Regions from separate parts of the Triticum aestivum genome. Here region 2 is linked to region 1. The links are chromatin contacts, called in public Hi-C maps. All regions are on one chromosome and are shown on one strand. The core of a region is the stretch at or near the end of the contact, and the rest is flanking DNA. Distances in the headings are between cores, read along the strand shown. Region 1 holds the start of LOC123168735 (putative disease resistance protein RGA1). Region 2 holds the start of LOC123164247.

Region 1 (3,544 bases), core at 273-2,772:
CAAAATACCTAAATATTATAGTAGTGGTGGGCCGAGCTAGGAGATCGCCACCGGTAAGGACTGTCCCACGGCTAATCTGAACCAGACTACTAGTGGTGAGTGCACTTTGTCGCCCGCCACAGGTATCTGGCCAGATTAACAATGGAGTGTGCAATTACTGAGAGCCCGCCTATAAGCAGTTTCCAGTAGTGTCCGTTGATGTGATTTGCGCCGGCAGAGGGCGTGTAGAGCCGTGTCTCCAGCGAGTCTTCCGGAATCCGGCCGATTTATTTGCGCCAGTGGTCAGTGGAGGATGTGTGGAGCCGTGTCTCCAGCGAGTCTGCCGAGATCCGGCCAGTTTATGTTTACGGTGCATCTGCCTGGGTTTGGCCGGCTTTCGTGGTCCTCAGGGCTTTGAAATATCCTTATTGGCGTTTTTTCCCTAGGGTGACGGTTTGCTTTGCAGATTACGATTGCCGGCGTCTCCTGGTCTGCATTGACTACTTCTCGGATGCTACTTCTGCAAGCTCCTGAGTTTCAATACTTTGCTCGCCGAGGCGACATCGAGCTATGCTCACGACACGCCACTTGTGGATGCAGGAGAAAGAAGACTTCGGCACCCACAACATTTTAAATGTAATTTTATTTTCTGTAAAGGTGTATTTGTAAGGACCTGTGATACTTAATATATGGCTTTGTGCCTTTTTTAAAGAACTAGGACAATGCTAGTGCATTGCAACGAGATATAAATATTTTAGTATGTTAGCTCGTGATTTATCTGTCCATATTAATATGATTGTGTAAATAAATATTTATCAAATTATGCGCTTGATTTACTTTATACTCACTCCGTTCCTTTATATAAGGTGTATTTGTTTCTTTGATAAAATTCCACAATGTAAGGTACATTTCTTATTCCTCGTAATTCTGTCTTTAGCCCTCTAAAAAAGGAAAGAATCTCTCCCCGATTGCATGTATCTCTCATTATAGAGAAGAAAAGAAAGTATCTCTCCTCCGATTGCGTGTATCTCTTCCTTTTCAAGCCTAAATGATTTACTTGCCACTAATCAATAATTTAGCCAAGGTTAATTTCGTCCTAAATTGTGTAAAATTATGTGTCTTGGTCACCGTGCCAAAAATTATACACCTTGCATAAAGGAATGGAGGGAGTAGTTTGATGAGAAGTTTGGTAAGTAAATTAAGGTGGAATTGACGCGGAAGGCAAGTAAACTAAGGTGATTGACTAACCCACGGGGAAGGTGCAAAAAAAAAAGATCAAGCGCTACTTTTTTAAGTAAAAAAAATAGAGAAAAAGGCACTGCAGGGTCATCCGAAGAACTGCAGCAACAAACATTGCTAGCACTAGGAGGTGACTTGACATATTCCGTCCAAAATTCATGAAACGGATGCGAGGCGACAACATACTATTTTACCCATCGCATCTGCCATCTGCAGGATGCGCCTACCCGTCTCTGTCTGGGCCGGCCACCAGCCAAGACTGGTCCATTCCATGAGTTGAAAAGCCCGACTCCACCATTCACGCATCGCCGGCTGACTGACCTTTCGTCTAATTGGAAAACAAAGTCCACCTCCTTATCTCTTGCCTACTTGCTTTACATGACTCTGTCTAAGAGCTTCAGCAAAGTTGTGCCCCTGCCCAGCTTTGCTACATTCTGCAGTTGTACTCTGATCGGCAGCTTGTCAATTTACCCGGGCAAGGTACTGTACTACTCCCTACTTTTAGCTTGTTATTGGCATGAACTGGAATTAAGCATGATTTCCTATAGCTCTAGTATATGTTGTTTGTTCGAAATCTAACAAATATCTCTGACTCCAGTATGTTGTTTGTTCGAAATCTAGCAAATATCTCTGACTCCAGTATGTTGATGTTGTTTGTTAACGAAGCTTGCCTCGTGTTTGTAAGAGGCAACCCTAACACATGTTATGCATGCTTTGCCAGCCTGCCGGATAAGCCGCGTCCTGTATTTTTGTGGAATTGTCTCTTCAGGTTGGTCAGATGGCAAGCATACTAGATTATCTTGTTAAATCATGTGCCAAGAAGTTGGAAGCTATCATTACAGATGAGGCAGTTCTGATTCTAGGAGTACAAGAAGACCTCAAACAAATGCAGCGAACAATGACCCAGATACAATGCTTTCTTGATGATGCCGAACAAAGGGGAACACGAGAGTCAGCAGTTAATAACTGGCTTGGTGAGCTGAGAGGTGATATGTATTATGCCGACGATATTGTCGACTTAGCGAGATCTGAAGGTGGGAAGCTTCTACTAGAACGGGATCCTTCATCATCATCAAGAAAGGCAACTAGTACATGCAGTGGCCTTCCGTTTCTCAATTGCATCTCTCCTATTCAGAAGCGTCACAAGATTGGTGTTCAAATCCGGGACTTCAATGCTCAACTTGACAAGATTTCAAAGTTGGGTGAAAGATTTCTCAAGCTTGAAAATATGCAGCCTAAACCACAAGCTCTGACTGTGAAGCATGTAAGAACTAGCCACCTTGTGGAGCCTAATCTTGTGGGAAAGGAAACTTTACATGCTTGCAAAAGTTTGGTTGAACTGGTTCTTGCACACAAGGGAAAGAAGCCATACAAGGTTGGTATTGTTGGAACAGGAGGGATTGGGAAGACAACTCTAGCCCAAAAAGTATATAATGACCGAGAATTAAAAGGAACCTTTAGCAACCAAGCATGGATATGTGTTTCTCAGGAGTACTCTGAAATATCTCTTTTGAAGGAAGTTCTGCGGAATTTTGGGGTACCCCATGAGCAAGATGAAACTGTGGGAGAGCTCAGCAGCAAGCTTGCAGTCGCCATCACAGATAAAAGTTTCTTCATTGTGTTGGACGATGTTTGGCAGCCTGCGGTCTGGACCAATTTACTGAGAACTCCATTACATGCTGCTGCAAGAGGAGTAATTCTAGTGACCACTCGGCATGATACAGTTGCACATGCAATTGGCGTAGAAGATGTACATCGAGTTGAATTGATGTCAGCAGATATAGGGTGGGAGCTGCTTTGGAAGAGTATGAACATTGATGAAGAAAGAGATGTGGAAAACCTTCGGAATATAGGGGTAGAAATTGTCCATAAATGTGGTGGACTTCCTCTCGCAATCAAGGTTACTGCTAGTGTTCTAGCAACTAAAGAGAAAAGTGAGAGGGAATGGAGAAAGGTTGCAAAAAGAAGTGCTTGGTCTAGGGGTAATCTCCAAACTTGAACTTAAAGTTTGTTGAGGGATTGAGTTTGCAGCAGCTGTGGCTGGATGCACAACATCTCTACCCTGTTGGCGCCGGGGCTTCAAGAGCAGCACAGGAAACTTAACGGCGAGGACATGGGTGTCTGCCTACACTACACCTACTCCCTCTGTTAACAAATATAAGACGTTCAAACTTTTTTGTGAATCGGATGTATATAGACACGTTTTAGTGTATTTGTTCACTCATGTCAGTCCATATGTAATCCATATTGAAATATGCAAAACATCTTATATTTGTAAACGGATGGAGTAGATGGCAGCGGAGACGCAAGGTACGAGCACTGGTTA
Region 2 (3,544 bases), core at 651-3,150, 590 kb after region 1:
CACGCATTGACCACAAAGGTCGTCACAGATGAACGACCCATCAAGGACCAGCATCGGTTGTATGACCAGCAAATGAAAAAAGCTCGAGATCGAACACTCACCAAATGTTCACCAACCCAACAAAGACTTTTGCTCTTAGCAAGGTCAAAATTATGTTATGGACCTTAGCATAAGCTTGCTATTTTTTTCATTTTAAAATTCCTAGGTACGACAAAGATATATACAGAGCACGGTAGAAACTCGCGTGCACACAGGCGGAAAAAACGTCGCCGGTCGCCATGCTACGCATACCGACGGCAGTGTCGGCTGCATGAATCCAAGGCCTGAGAAGAGAAACCCCGCATGTCAATGTCGGCACCGGTGGCAGGAACGGACGATGGTCCACGTCCAACTCGGCGAGCAGACGGGACCCGGCGACAGAGTCATGAAACGGAGGAGATCATCATGTGGCCGGCCCATGTGGTGTTTCTATTGTCTGCTGGCTGTTACTCGGACCTCCATGTGCCTGTCTTGCCCGCGTCACGCGCAATTATGAACGGGATCGATCCTTCTTGATTCTACTTTGTGTGCTAGGAAGCACGCCCTTGCAACTTTTTTCTCTCTCCATGATGATTTTTTTGTTTTTTTGAGAACCTCCATGATGAGTCATGTTTCACCTGTTTGGGCTACGAAAAAGGAGGAGGTCCAGCTAACAGAGTTGCCACCCCGGGATCAGTTTCTTGAGCCGACCGGTGCATGTTCCGGTCACCGGACCGACCCAATAGAACTACGCTCGGCTAACAGAGTTTGGAGCACATGAATTTCATAAGAACGGGCTGTGTGCGAGGCAGAGAAATTTATAACTCTTTTCTGCCTAGCAAAGTAAAAAAACTTCGCACCATAGCGTCGGCACCGCCTCACGAGCCAGAACAGAACGCGCACCGGCAGCATGAGCACACATGCGGCCATGCCCAAATGTTTTGCCGCCCAATTGATTGTTTATGGTTGCAGCTCCATACATGCAACAGTGCCAACACCTCACACTCACATGCAAGCAACCAACACCCAGCGGCTGCTGCTCAACAGCTCAAGAAAGGGACGGGGAAAAAATCATGCGCCAGATCAAGAAAGAACATCGCAGATCTCAGCAGCTGCTGCTGCTCACGGATCTGAACCCAGAAACTAACCAAAAAAAGAGGAACTAACCTGACACGTATAGACTACGTACGCAGTAACGCAGAGCAGAGTACAATACAAACCAACCAATATCAGTAGTATATCATCATCATCGTCACTCCAGTATAAACACAGCTCGCATGACATCCATCCGCCAAGGCCCGATCAAACTTTACGCCGCCGACCGTTGCCTCCTCTTCGGCTTGGCGCGGCCTCGGCGCGCCGCCGGGCCAGAGCCGGAGCCGGAGCCCCCGAAGATGGCGCAGAGGATGCAGCCGGACACCCTCGGCGACGGCGGGTCCACGTCCGGGGCCACCTCCTTGGTCCGGAACACCTGGGGATCGCGCTCCTCGTCCTTCTTCTTCTGGCCTTGCTGCTCCTTTTTCTGCTGCTGCTGCTTCTTGTCGTCGCCGCCACGGCGCAGCATCATCCCGACGCCGCCGGTGCTCCGGGAGCGCCGCATCTCCGGCTGGGCTTCATCCGTGCCGCCCTCGCCGGCGGCCTTCGCCTCGGCGCCCTCGGTCAGGAACCGCTCGTCCCACACCAGGCCCGACGAGCCGGACCTTCTGAAAGTGGAGGACGATCTCTGCAACCCTTCCATGTGTATGTACCTATCCGCCTCCCCTCTCCGCACAACGGACAAGCTTACTTATCTGCAAGCTACGGAGAAGAGAACGCAAGAGGCAAGGATGAGCTGAAGGATGTGTCTCTTGAGGGGTTGGTGCTTTGCCTTTGCCTTCTCTTGTGCGTGTGTGTATATATGTGAACCGAAAGGGACGGCCATTAACGTGTAGACAGGAGAGCAGTCAACAGCCGGTGGCACTGAAAGCTACCAGGGCCTGTCCCCTCCAATAACCTACTACTCTGTTAACAAACCTGTGCAGGGATTAGTCTACGTTCGGTTAAAACAGTACAGGGGCTGTCAGATTAAACTACTGTTCTGATCCACATGCGCCGGTAATACTTTTCCATCACAGGCATGTGGAGGGAAGAGAGCCCAGCTGTGCGCAAGAGCAACTGGTAAGGATAACCAAACCCACTACAGGGCCAAGACAATTCACAGAGAGCGACCTACACAAATGGATGCACTAGTTGGCGCTGATGTGAAGTGCCACTGATGTGTCAACACTTAACGCAACAGGGTCCAGGAAAAATATGTAAGGTGTATGCATGATATGCGTCGGCATAATAAAGATGGAAAAACATGTAAGGTGTATGTATGATATGCGTCGGCATAAAGATGATAAACATAGCCGAGAAAATTGTGCAGCAGGGATCTTACCTTTCATATGAACAATCGCCACCAGAATTCGGTTAATGGAGAAACAGTACGTCTGAATGAGGAGTGCAGAGGGCCCAAGAGAAATGAAGCAAAGGCAAATGGCAATTGTATTTCGGCTCCGGTCAGCATCAGCGAACAACCAATCATCATTACACGGGGTAGAGTGGTGGAAGGTGGCCCGAAGATTGTCAATAAAGAGATGTGTACAATCCACTAGCTAAAGGATATATAGAATGACTAGCTATATCATCTCAGAAAATGATACATACAGACTGCCAACGTTTTTCTTCCAATTTCTTCCTCCCCCTATATCCACTCATGTTGTTCTCCCTGGTAGCATTTCTCTGTCACACAAACTCCAGACCCTCTCTCCTTTCCATCATCGTTATCCCCAGTTGTTACCTCCCCATTCTCTCTCTTTCCACATGATTTCTTTCTGATGAGTGATAGGCTACTTGATTTCTCCAGCTGCCCCAACGCCAAGAAATATGTGGCGTGCGCTCGCTGATACAAGCACATCTGCTGTGAAATGGCGTGTGCTCGTTGATACCAATCACAACCTGCTATGAATGGTGAAAACTCCACAACATAACTCATCAGAGTTGCAACTTGCAAGGATTAATAGCACCGATAGTTATGGGTGTGTGAAGCTAAATTTGAAGTACTGGAGTTTTCTGTTAAAGGTGTACAAATATAGTTCTAAAGAAGTGTCAAGAGATGTGCTCAGTAGATACACCTAATTATCTGTACCACCGACAATTACTGCCTACCATCTGAGCCTGTGATGGCCCCATGACCAGTGAAGAGTGAAGACAGCTGAGCTGACTCAGCAGTCCAAAGCTCAAAATGCATGTACTTGATTACAGTAGATGCAAAGATGCATGTACTTGATCTGCTTGATAGTTTGTTAAAATTAGCCTACCAAGATTGCAGAGATTCAACTCAGTTGTGAAAATCAAATACTTCAAGCTGGTGATGCGCAGGCGTTAGCTACGCTGTCAGGACCTTCTTCAAACATCTGGCATTCAATGTCAGACAACTTTATACCAAAACACTACACCAGAGTACCTCATACTCTAATACTGTTGAAAGTCTTGCATCAAGTGG

The links. A called contact is a pair of places that touch in the nucleus more often than the background predicts.
Region 2: a Hi-C map of leaf shows a contact between it and region 1, with 4 times the contacts expected there. The contact joins the promoter of LOC123164247 here to the promoter of LOC123168735 in region 1. A contact is called at or near these places in 2 of 5 Hi-C or Micro-C datasets (both in leaf) and 1 of 1 datasets of contacts at active chromatin or transcription factors (leaf).

What each region holds. Positions count from the first base shown.
Region 1 is chr7D:450,808,483-450,812,026 of IWGSC CS RefSeq v2.1, forward strand. LOC123168735 (putative disease resistance protein RGA1) reads left to right here and starts at 1,523. Exons shown (of 2, transcript XM_044586606.1): 1 at 1,523-1,698; 2 at 1,940-3,544. The coding sequence starts at 1,997. The coding sequence ends at 3,217.
Region 2 is chr7D:451,395,643-451,399,186 of IWGSC CS RefSeq v2.1, forward strand. It overlaps LOC123164247, which reads right to left and starts at 1,901. Exons shown (of 1, transcript XM_044581658.1): 1 at 948-1,901. The coding sequence starts at 1,756. The coding sequence ends at 1,328.